2 separate regions of the Bicyclus anynana genome follow, and region 2 is linked to region 1. A link is a contact called in public Hi-C data. All regions are on one chromosome and are shown on one strand. The core of a region is the stretch at or near the end of the contact, and the rest is flanking DNA. Distances in the headings are between cores, read along the strand shown. Region 1 holds the start of LOC112055340 (suppressor of cytokine signaling 2). Region 2 overlaps LOC112055340 (suppressor of cytokine signaling 2).

Region 1 (6,694 bases), core at 2,942-5,441:
TCCTTAGCCATGAGCTTGTTCATGCAACCCGTTGTACACCAAACAATGTGAAGCCTTTTATGTCGTTCATGATACTCGAAAGAAAATTAATTCTAGTATACTTCGTTAGCGTGAATGTACTAAAGTAATCTATTCTATTCCGCAATAGCCTGCAGCTGTTTGTTTGTTTGTTTCATACTAGCGGACGACCGCGACTTCGTATGTCTAATTGGAATCAGTCCATGCCCGTCCTGTCCTATACCAAAATTCAGAAAATCTTTTTTTAGGTCTCCGTCAATGATATTAAATACTGAGTATGATAGTAGATAGACAGCTGATGAAAAATGCGGCGCCCAAAAGAGGAAATTTATAGTCAATGTTAGCTGTGGTCAACAATGAACGTTATTTAAACAAATAATACCTAAATATCGTCTACAATGTCTTTGTTTTTAGGAAGTGTAATATCTATATTATATACCTACATAAATATTTAATGGAATATAAGACAAAATTGTGCTAGTGTGCACTCAGTGTTGTAGCCTATTATTCGGATCACTAGTTGCGGTGATTTTGTAGGGACGTAACCGATCTCTAGTATAAAATTATCATTGTTCTCAGTAATATAGCTAGTAAATAAATAAATATTAGGTACTTTTGAACATATATTTTGCTACTGCCATTTCGTAATCGACTCATTACCTACCTATAACCTCAACCTTAAATAGTTCTAAGGCATTGGCTATTCAAAATCTAACCACGACAAGCCACGCCAATACCGTAAATATCGTACCGATATCGTAAATATCATTAAAATAATGATAAATTATTGTAAATCATATTAAAATAATGACCTCTATAAAACGAAGCAGGTTTTATTCGTAAATAGAATCATCATAGGTGGGTACGAGTACATACTCGTAATATTATGTAAGGCCCTGAATAATTGCTAAAAATTTGAAATTGGAACGAAATGCACCGTTCTTGTCTGTGGAATGCGTATTTTTTTTGTTTGTTTTTTATTGAGTAGTGAGCTGCGTCTGCAAAAAGAATTTTATCATTCAATACTGTACTGATTTTTTTTTCTCGCAATCGTAGTAAAAAGTATAGTGTAAGGAGGCTAAATCCATTTTAAACTCGGTTTCTATTTCTAAAAAGTACTATACACGGTACCAAAACAAGAAACATACACGATTCGTTAACGATTTTAACCGATCGCGATTTTGTCCGCGTGGAATCCCTTTTACAGATGCTGTCGCGGACTTTTTTTAGAACTTTTGAAGGGGACCAATTCCGTCATACACGGTTTTAGTAAAAACCGTAACGTACGTTTAAAAAGTTGCGTAAAAACTTACGCAACTTTAACCGTTTACGCAGCGCGCGCAACGGAAGCTCTCAAATGGAATGTTTATTTCCGTTTTAGTCAAATTTTTCGTTGATGCTGCGTTTCTATTGGTCGTAGCGTGATGTTGTATAGCCTATAGCGTTCCTCGATAAATGGCCTATCCATTCAACCAAACAAACAAACAAACTTTCCAGCTTTATAATATTGATATACACATTTACTCTAAGGAATATACATTAATGACAATGCCTTGAGTTGGTTCCGAGAAACGCCAAGGTTGGTGGTTCTGGGAAGTGCGGGCGCAGAGTACGTGTGGACGGCGAGCGAGCGTGCGCCCGTATATTTACGACGCGAGTTGCGTGCCACTCGGCCTTATAGAGAGCTAGGGCTGCCCGTGTGTTTACAACATAGATCGCACATCAGTCTGCCTTTCAGAGCTTCTTTAAAACTATCGTTAGACATTCTCAGCCCTAACTTGAGAAGGAGGTAGTGTTATACCCCCGCGCTTCAGAGATCATGTGAAGCTGTCGGCGCTAGACAAGATCTATAGTGGCGTGCACTTCATAGATGCTAAAATACACTGCTTACCCTGATGACTTACAATTTATACGAATAATGCATTATAAACATTGTAAACCTAAACCCGCAAACTCTCATTGGAGTGCACACTATCTTACACACAGTTGGGCTGGCATTTATTTGTCCCGTGTGCTTACATCGCGGGTTACATGGCACTGCATTCGGCCATATCTAATTACAATTAGGGGCAGCATATATTTGTCCCCTGTATTTACAACACGGGTTACATGTCAAAGTCAAAATTCATTTATTTCAAATAGGCTTAGTTTACAAGCTCTTTCGAAACGTCAGGTAATAATATTAAAGTTAAGTCAATGGTGATAATAATTATTCGAAAATTTAAAATTAAAGTTACGAGGGTTCCAACGGGACGCCTTGGTCCGAGAAGAGCCCACAACAAAATCAGCCAGATTTATCCATGGCACTGCATTTGCCCATAATCAGAGTTAGGGGCAGCATACATATATATTTGTCCCGTGTGTTTACAACGCGAGTTGCATGCCAGTCGTCCGTATTCACAGCCAGTGCCGGCATTACATAAATTGTCTCTATATTTCGAGCGACACGAAATTTTATTTTAGTCGGCCTTATTCAGAGTTAATGGTGGCATATATTTGTCCCGTGTGTTTACAACGCTAGTGGCACGCTAGTTGGCTATATTCATAGGGCTGGCAGATATGTGTGACGACGTGAACTTTATGCCAGTCAGTCTTATTCTGAGCAAGGGCTGCCATATATTCATCCCGTGTTTTTACAGTGCGAGTGACTAGGCGTCCGTTTTCAGAGTTTTCGTGCTGTATTATAATTATCCGACTGCCAAGAAGGGTTATGTTTTTGTATGTTAAAACTAATCTAGATTGTTTAATGGGTCCCGACTGTTTTCTAACTGCTTTCAACACTACTGGTTAGAATTTATTTTTTTCTTTTTATTATTGTACTTTATGCAGTCGGGTGGTATTTTTGATTAATTTATTGTCTGTTTGTGTGTTAGTGAATGGCACGAGTTTTACGTTAGGCCATATTTAGAGCCTGTTTTGATTTGTATGAATTTTTGTGTGATAAATGGCTCCTTGGAGTAGTGCATAGGCTTCTTGTTACTACTTTTTATCCCGGAAAAACCCCATGATTCCCGCTGGACTGGTAAAAAACAGAATTCCAAGCGAACGAAATCGCGAGCGTCCGCTACTATATTTAAAAAAATATATCATTGCCTTATTTTTTGTTTTAATATGGCTTCGTTATACATTAAGCCAGACTTGTAAGTAAGATTTGTAAGTAATAATTTTTATCAAATATTTTGGCCTACTAAGGGCGAAAATGGTCAAATATAGTAAATTCGTCGTTGGCTGTCAGTCAGTTGAGTCAAGGCAAAGTTACTAAAACTTGTGATAGTCTACCGAAAAAAGCTACTTAATCACTTGAAACACTCTTGTTCAACCTCCACTTCACTTGTGGACCTATATTACAGCGCTATATTGAAAAAATTGCATTCTTAAATTCGTACTTTAAGCAATAAAGCTAAGCAATGAAAATCAAACGAGAGCTACATATGATTTCTACGATTTTTCCGCTAAATTCTTTTACAATGCTTTGCATTATGTCCCAGGGTTGTCAAATCAAAATATGCTCTTGCTCATACGACATACTGTGTAATGGGGATGATGACAGGTTTTGATATATTGATTTTTACGAAACATTCGGGTAAATAAGGTCAATATTAACCAATTAATACGTAAAAATCAAAGATTAGCTGGATGTTTGCAAACATTTTTAGCTTCCTTACATTAAACGTGACATTTTTCATTACATGAACTATAAACATAAACGCACAAATAACAAAGATATTTGTAATTTTGTTTGAACGTCCATACAAATCTAACGATCATTATGATCAACGACGTCATTAATTCGTGCCATTTTGTATGGAGCGTTTTTAAGGGAGCGTGACTGTGCCGCAAATAATCCCTGTAGCTCTGAAAGTACTTAATGATCGTAGATATCCTGTTACGTTTACAAAATTGCTTTACTATTAACATACTTTTAATTTATATACAACTAGTGACGCGTAGTTCCCATTCCCGTAGAAATACGGGAATAAAATAACACTGAAAGAATTTTTCAAATCGACCATTCTTGAGATTAGCGCGTTCAAACCAAGAAATAAACTCTTCAGCTTTCTAATATTCGTATAGAATGAAAAAACTGTCATAACCCCTGTTGACAACCCTAATTCTTCGCCAACGCTATCGCAGGCGACTGGCGAGAGAGTTGTCGGCGGTCGGTACTCGGTCGCCGGTCGGCCAGTCAGTAATCGTGCATGACACGGAGTCTACGTCGCGACGGGCGATACGCGAACTTTCTCCTTCGCGACATCGCACTCGCAACTGTGATACACGATCCGAACCGGCCAGTGAAATTGAATGTGCGTTTTCTCGGAAGAGGTTTTCTGCCACGGCCGCCGTTTCTGCAAATTAATTTCTTCGCTTCCACGAAACCTGGCCATAAAGAGTTTTACATGGAACCGGCGATAAAGTGGTTTTGAGGAAATTATAACTCCAATTATTTAAACTTGTGCTGTGTTTCTGTGATCGTGCGTGCAGGCGTCTACATTGGATCCCAACCACCCGGGCGCACCTCCAATGGTGGTTAAATTACCAGGTGAGGGGCTTTGTCTTGTACCATCTGCTAATACTAATATTTTATTTCAGTATGATATCTGCCGGGTAGGAAAGGCAAGGATTTTTAGGACCACTTAATAATGCATTTCTAAAACATATTATCTGTTATTAAATAGCGCTTAATACACGCATAATAAATAGGTAGACCTAATAAGAAGGCTTAAATTCGAGGTCACGTGATTGTACGATTTGTTTTCATGGTGACAATAACTATAAATAAAAAAAAAACGTATTTTTTATGAATCTTATTTGATAAGAGCTGAGTTACAGCAATGATGTTGTATTTGGTAGTTTACTCAAATTATGAAAGTAAGATGTAACCTGGAAAATAGTAGACTATAGGTACGAAATTAGGAAATATTTTCGAATCGAAAATAAATCGAAATATTAACGAATCATCTTGCTTTCCGCGAGAGATTATAAAAAGTTACGATCGTGCTTAGCAGTTCGGCTAAGGGCCGGACAATCTAGTTTTTACTAAAATTCAAAAATTTCAAAATTTCAAATTCATTTATTTCAAGTAGGCTCACTTTACAAGCTCCTTGGAGACTATATTTATGTACAGCTCGTGTGGATTAACTTGACACTTGACTCGAAAGATGTTTGTAATGGGTTTGTTTGGTTGTGTGTGGTGTCAAGTTAATGCACACGAGTTGTACCTACCTATTTGACTGATTACCGTAAACTACCACATCAGTTGATTCAGTAAAGCGGTCCTGGGTCAAGCTATGAAATATTGAGCTATTCTTTCTTCGTAATAAAACTTATTTTTTTGGTATTTTGTAATAAATCAACATCAATAAATGCGCGGATTTTGAAATTGCCTGAACTTTTTAATCGACTTCAAAAAGGAAGAGGTTCTCAAGTTGATTGGGATGTTTTTTTTTGGTTGTTTATTTTTTTTCTCGATTGTTTCTGGTGCCTCCTTAGACGGGATGAATCTAGGGCTGTAGCCTGTAGGCAACTGGCTCCCTTATGGACTGCATGGAATAACTCACCCTTACGACGGCCTCCGTGGCGCAGTGGTATGCATGGTGGATTTACAAGACGGAGGTCATGGGTTCGATCCCCCGCTGGGCCAATTGAGGTTTTCTTAATTGGTCCAGGTCTGGCAGGTCTGGATGTCTTCGGCCACCACCTTACCGGCACAGACGTACCGCCAAGCGATTTAGCGTTCCGGTACGATGTCGTGTAGGAACCGAAAGGGGTTTGGATATTCATCGTTCTCCTAACAACTTAGCCCGCTTCTTACATTGCATCATTACTTACCATCAGGTGAAATTGTAGTCAATGATTAACTTGTAAAGAATAAAAAAAACCTTCACAATCAAATATGTGTATAGCAAGGTGCGGGTGACAGTTGCCTTAAGTCGTAATACGTACTGTTATCATTGTAATATTGAGTTTGTTGTGGGCTGTTCTCGGACCAAGGCGCGTTTGGAACCCTCGTAACTTTAATTTTAAGTTTTCGTCTATTATTACCACCATTACATTAAATTAAATTTTGACATATACCTGACCTTTCAAAAGTGCTTGTAAACTAAGCCTAATTGAAATAAAAGAAATTTGAATTTCGAATTTATAAAAATCGCGACAAACTTTCAAGAGTGAGGTACAGGTGACAGTTGCATTATGACTTGAGTAAAATGAACTGTCACCCGCACCATCTTACAGCGCACGATATAGGTATAGATATCGCATATACAGTATCGTACGTATTGCTGTGTGTCATATGAAAGTCACGTATAAAATGGAGCACAAACACAAACACAAGTAAAGGCGGCGCCACACGATATCTGCGAGGTGTAGGGTCAGCTTTTATGTGCATCGTTATCCGCTGTCACTAAGCGCGCATCTTTACTTGCACTTTATATCTTCTTAGCTACGGTTTCAGTCTTGTAGTTCCCGTTCCCGTGGGAATACAGAGATAAAACATAACCTGTGATATTCGCTGATAATGTGGCTTTAAAATGGTGATTTTTTTAAATATTCATTTAGTGGTTTAAGCTTGAAAGCGTAACAAATACTCACTTTTACATTTATAATTAGGATTTTGGTGTATCTTTTAACTTCTCTATTATTTCCTACATTAACATTCCTCATTTAAGACTTGTTT
Region 2 (6,694 bases), core at 2,741-5,240, 55 kb after region 1:
TAGGGGATTCCGAGAACGCCAAATATAATCGAGTTACGAGAAACTCGCTCTCTATGGCACGTTTAAATTTTGAATGCGCATCGAACACCTGCCTGCGAATGAATTTTACTTACTTATTTATGTATGTGATTACTTTTAAATCAAATTATATGATTGTTTTCTCTTGAAATTTCAAAAAAAATGATTTAATGAACTACTTTAATTTGGCTGTATAAAACTGTTAACTTTATCTTTTAAACCTACAATAAAAAAATATTATTATCATAAAAATTACAGCGTTTCATAGAAGTATTCGTGACTGGAGGTGCACGCAACACGTTTACAGTGGAGTGAACTTAGTAACCAGGTCACGCATTACTTAACGTTTTTCGGTCAGAGTAACTCTTTTTATAGACAAGTTTTGTACCTTAAAAACAGTTTTGAATTTAATATGTAAGTATGTACTTTTTATTTTAAAATAGTTTGACTACTGAAAACTTTGTATTTTACTGTCATGCTAGATATATGTATATGTAAGTAAGTAGCTACATTTATAAACATATACTCCCTAATGAATAATATGAAACTATTAATTTTCTCTTTCGTGCTATTGCCATTATTCATTATTTACTAGAATGGATTGAGTAGAATAGACATGAATGTAAGATTACGCAGAATCGTGCGCTACGTACAAATAATACAATGGAATGAAGATAGCAAGCAAACGACTAGATAACTGGATAATTGTTGTTGGTTGGTGAATGAATTCTCGGAAGTAGTGAACGTTCGAGTTTCGTATCACTCGGTTGTCGCTCGGCAACGTCCTCCAACGTTGATCCCCACTTTTCGTTCGTACGAGTCAGAGAACAGAGTCAGTTTGTAGCGAGTATTCATCAAATTGACTGCATACAGAGCGTCGGCGCGATCGGTCAGCGGTGGACGTTTCAGTGTTCCAATAGTTTTTATTCGATTTAATTTATAGTCTTTACTATTTTGTCTTTGGTATTGTGAAAGTGCCCAACACTACTGTCATTATTTTATGAAGTTGTAGTTGATTTAATTACCATTTGTCATTGTCGCGTCGCCTCGTCGCCTGCCTGTGCCTGTGCCTTCCAAGAATTTCGCTTACGGACGCGTTATTGTGTTTTAACAATTTTGTGTTGTGAAAAAAGAAATAGTGCATAAAAGTTCAACAAAACTTATCGGACATTACCGAGTGAATAACAGTTTTTATGATTCCAAAGTGCCTATGTGAATTAATACAATGTCGGATCGTCATTGACTTGGAATTTGCGTTGCTGTTTTTAGTGAATTAATCAAACCGTGGCCTCCGGAGACGAGGCGGGTGGTACACGTAAAAGTCCACCAAAAAGTGAACACCAAATGTGCCTGATTGAGCGGCGGGAAACAAAACTGTCACCTCTAAACATGACTATAGCAGCGAGGTTACCTCTACAATCTTCAAGTGAGTTCGAGGAACTATTGTTCTTAACTGTAGGACATACAATAGGTATTTTAGTTTAGGTTATTGTATTAAACATAAAAAGAGTTTAAAACTTTCACAGCGCAGAATTTTAGGTTATATTATAAGTAGAATTCTTATCATTTTAGCTATAGTGACAATGCGTTTTGACTGTTGGAAAGTTTTGTTTTAAACTCTCTGATGCTCTCGACTTCGTCCGACGAATTTAGGGTTCTAATATGCTGCAGTGTTCTTTAGATAAAAATGATTTTCAAGTAAGGTTGTAACAACAACTTTATGTATCATTTAAAAACATAGTTCTAAGTACTTACGTGTATTGCTTTGAAGTAAGCATGTAGGTCTAGACAAACTAAATTAATCATATCAGTATGAAACGAGGAAGTATTCTCATAAAATTGTAGGTACAAGTCATTTTATTGAACAAACATTAAAACATTTAAATAGTAAGTACCTGGTTTAAAACTTATGAGGGAACTGATTATTACCTATATTCATTCTTGTATTGCTAAAAATCTTTTACTCTATGTAGTCAGGTAAAAATAAAAAAAACCTGTCTACTGTAATTACTTATCAATGTTAGAAAAGTCTTGATAAAAAGTATGGAACATCATTGAAAAATATAACAAAGTTGCCTGGCATATCCTTGAGCTAGTTTTGTTTATCCATTATTGATACACATATGCATGCATTTGGTCTAAGGTCCATTAGAAATATATATCCTCATCTGTTATTCATTAGTGATAAGAAATAAATGAGAGATAATGTTCACAGAGACAAATTGCAAATAACTTGCCTAAAGAAATTGCAGCCAAACACATTTTTCATACAAAATCTAGGAAAACAATGAACTAAATCAAAGGAAACCTTAACACAGTTAAATTAGCTTCTTTCATTTGACATATTAGACAACTAAATAACTGATGAGGGTATATAAATAACATTACTTGAATGTTTATATCTGGCAACCCCACAGTTGCAGCAGAAAGCTAGCAACCTTTACTTTTTCAATTCTTTTGGGTATGGGTAACTAGTGTACAATTATTTTTAATTGACCAATTAAAGAAGGAGATTAAATAAATTAAAAGAAAAATCACTTAATACTTACTATTCAGCTGAAATTTAACTAGGCAACCTATGTGCAATGTGTCCTAATCCTAATGAAATAACAGATAAGTGTATATATTTATTATGATGGATTTCATACTAATTAGTCTGCTACTATAGCGATAAAATTACTTTTTCTGTCACTGTGAACTTTCTCTGAAATATCAATAAAAATGTTCCCGCATTTAATCATTACCTAGTTTTTCTTGAAGAGATCTTTTTCAGCGTAAAGGCCATCTTTTGTGCAAGGCTTATTGTTTGTTTTTTACTTGCCTCTGTGAATATTTTTACTGCTCAGTAAAAAGTGTTGAGTATTGTTATGTAAAACTCCTTCTTTAGTCTGTATCATGAATTGTGTCTAACTAGGAATTATTTTACACTAACCAATGCCCCACGGTTCTTCCCATGTATTTCTTGATGTTTTGGGATTATATGAATAAAATATAGCCTGTGATACCCACAAATAATGTGGCTGTCTGTCTGTCATTGGTATAAGAAGTTTCATTATCAGCTTATTTAAACAACCCACTAAAGGCAACCCCTTTTTTTTATTCTTTACAAGTTAGCCCTTGACTACAATCTCACCTGATGGTAAGTGATGATGCAGTCCAAGATGGAAGCGGGCTAACTTGTTAGGAGGAGGATGAAAATCCACACTACTTTCTAGACAGCATCGTACCGGAACTCTAAATCGCTTGGCGGTACGTCTTTGCCAGTAGGGTGGTAACTAGCCACGGCCGAAGCCTCCCACCAGCCAGACCTGGACAAACTAAGAAAATCTCAATCTGCCCAGCCGGGGATCGAACCCAGGACCTCCGTTTTGTAATACCACTGTGCCACGGAGGCCCTCCTTATAGTTATAGGATATCTTCTATGATTATGGAACTTAGACCTACCACACTACTCTAAAGGGGGTTGGTGGGATTGAAGGTTATGGTTGCTGATCAAATTACAAGCACATAATATCTATGCCTGAACTATGCAAGACATCAACGTAGAATGTGATCCTTACATACTTTGCTGCAGTTCATTTCATGTAGGATGGTGTGGATGACAGTTCGTTTCACTGTTGAAAGTTTGCTGTGATTCACGATAATATTACATATTATAAACGTCATATAGGCGACTGTCACTGTACCCATGCTATCTGAAAAACACTTTAGGGAGGGTCATCTGAATTATGAAACATAAAAAAAAATATTTGTTTGTCCACAGATGCGTGTATGGAAGTGGGTGTACCTCTAAACAACTGGTCCTCAGGCGTCGCTTGCTGTCCGAACTGCAGGCATGAGCTCAGGGTATCGCTGGCCTGTGCGAAGGCCCACTCTCACTCTATGACCCCCGCGACACCACCGTTCAGCCTGCAGCCTGCATACTTGCCTCACTCTCCGTACACCATTCCTTCGTCACCTGTATTACCAGCGCCATACAACGATGAACTGAGGAGGTTAGCGGACACGTTACGAGCGTTGAGGCTATCCGGCTGGTACTATGGGAATTTGGATTGGCAGGTTTGTGCATTTCTTGGTTTCATTTTAGATTTAATGTTAAATGAACTAGAAACATAACTTGGAAGGCTAGAAAAAGTTTTTTGGTCTCTTATTGCATGTGTTATTAACTAAGTTCTTAGGATGGATTCCTACATCTAGTCAATTGAGGAATTTATACTTTTTAAATTGGCTCTGGTCTAAGGTCGCGCGTAACTATATACGTACCATTGTTTTAAACATTCTACTTTCAATGCCGCTTTTACTCTTATTAATGCAATTCATATTTAATGTCATATTTTTTTTTGTGCTTTTTATAATCTTTCATGCATAGTTGGAATCTGCCTCATGCATCCTAGTAGAGTCAAATCACTTAACCTCTATAAGTTACGAGTAGTAAGATGGCGAATTCGTACGTAACACTCTCGATGGTCCACGGGGGGCTGGTGGCGGGTAGCGATGACAGATTTCCTACCCCGTCGCCCACATATCATGGGAGTGTTATCAAAAACTTTACCAAGCTATAACTTCTAACACTTCAGTATAAAAATAATACATTCCATATAATGATGACGATGTTCAAAACTTGCTACGTAATGCTATTTCAACTGCGTAGGCGTTTAGCACATACTGTGTGTACCTCCTGACCTATATTTAGCTCAATATCGCATACAGTCAAACCAAGCGTGTGCGAAATATTCGTGCATCTTTTGACTAACATACCTTTAAAATTCAAACCCTCAGAAATGTAAAAAAATGTAATTTAAGCACTTACAATCTTAGGATACTATAACTTTTAATATTCGTTGACGAGTATTGTATCCAAAGATTGTCCAAAAATAAAACATAATCTGCTCCGTAGATAGAGAATTGATAGACAACTAATCGACGAGCTGTTGTAAAAGTCAAGTCAAGACATAAGATTTCGACATACACTACACTGAACTAGTTTTTCAGCAATATATTATTTGGTGGTTATTTAAAACTACACAGCCCTCGGTTTCACATGCATAGTTCCCGATCCCGCGTAAATAAAAGCCTATGACACTCGCAAATAACGTGGCTTTATAGTGGTAAAAAAATTCGAAAATCGGTTCTGTAGATACAGAAATTCCCCCTACAGTACCACAAACTTTACCTCTTTTAATGTTAGTATAGATTACTCATTTCATTATTATCGCAATGTGATGAATTCTATCTATCTATTAACTTCTCTATCTACGGTCTGTTCCTTAAAGTCATTGGACTTGACTCGATAGACGTCACAGTTGGCGATATTACGTCACATAATGTTTGTAAAGCTTGCCGTATCTTATTTGTCTATGTCATCGCATTGCAGGGTGCACGGAGTTTACTCAAGGAGACTAAAGTGGGCGCCTACGTGATCAGAGACTCTGGCGACAGGAACTTCATATTCTCACTGTCAGTGCAAACTGACAAGGGCCCCACGTCTGTGAGACTACACTATGAACAGGGATTCTTTAGGTGAGGCATTTTTTTTAAATTTATTTTTACTAACGGCAAAGACCTCCCGTCGAGCGATTTAGCGTTCTGGTACGAGCTCGTGTTGAAACCGAAGAGGGTTGTGGATTTTCATCCTCCTCCTAACAAGTTAGCCCGCTTCCATCTTAGACTGCATCATCACTTACTATAAACAGGCCTAAAACTTGAATAAATCCCTACAAGTGACCGTGACAGAGAACGATCCAAGATGACGTCATTTCGGTGGAAGATCTATGTTACATGATCGCAAAAACGAAAAATCGCTGCAATTTGTTGTCGTGACTGTGATTTTAAAGCATTCACCGAGTTACATAATGGCCCTGCAGGTGAGGAGACTGTAGTCAAGGGCTAACTTGTAAAGAATAAATTAAAAAAAACCCACATAGTTCCCGTTACCGTGGGAGTACAGGGATAATATAATATAGTTTATGTTACTCCTTATTACAGCAACTGGCAGATCAGTGAGTCCCGTCAAAATCGGTCTAGTCGTTTCAGAGATTAGCCGGAACAAACAGATAACAAACATTTTAATTTGACAAACAGGAGGGCTACTATCAACTTTATCCTAGCGATCCAAATCCGACGCTATTCAACTTCGGTGCCTATATTGAATCGTTTTTAATTCGTACCATGACATCTCCTAAACTGAATAGCATTTGAATCGTCTATATTGAATGAATGATCGACATTTGTCTCTGATCTGCGGTTGAATAGCAATATGTTTGAGAGAGACAACGCTACAAAAAGTTAAAAGAAAAGCGCGAACTTTGAATTTATTTTGGTTTTAACTTTAAATTGTTAGTTTATCTTAAATATTATAGTTAAATTACTTAACAAACAATGTATGCTGTTAGTATAATATTAGTTACGATTTATTACGCAGTGTAGGTGGACAAACATAAGTACCTACCTACCACTTCAATACAAGAATTTTAAGTGGTATTTTTTTTAGAGAAACACGAGACTTAGAGGTAGTTCGCAACATCTATGTTTACACTTCTCAAGCCAGAACATTTGGCTTCAAATGACCCTAATATTTTGTCAAAAAGTTGTTTAAATATATTATTTTATGAAACTTTTGTCTGGCACAGAAAGCACAATGTACCTATTTTTTATTAATACACTGCACTTACCTGCT

Evidence for each region. A called contact is a pair of places that touch in the nucleus more often than the background predicts.
Region 2: a contact with region 1 is called in a Hi-C map of whole body, with 3 times the contacts expected there. The contact joins the enhancer-like site here to the promoter of LOC112055340 in region 1. A contact is called at or near these places in 2 of 2 Hi-C or Micro-C datasets (whole body and whole larva).

What each region holds. Positions count from the first base shown.
Region 1 is chr11:3,430,615-3,437,308 of ilBicAnyn1.1, forward strand. LOC112055340 (suppressor of cytokine signaling 2) reads left to right here and starts at 4,192. Exons shown (of 5, transcript XM_052884159.1): 1 at 4,192-4,558.
Region 2 is chr11:3,486,216-3,492,909 of ilBicAnyn1.1, forward strand. LOC112055340 (suppressor of cytokine signaling 2) reads left to right here. Exons shown (of 5, transcript XM_052884159.1): 3 at 3,782-4,077; 4 at 5,393-5,538. The coding sequence starts at 3,790. Among protein-coding and RNA genes, the nearest start is that of LOC112055341, 14 kb to the right of the region's middle. Within about 2 kb of position 3,991, at least 3 of the 8 cell types and tissues checked have open chromatin away from gene starts, as enhancers often do.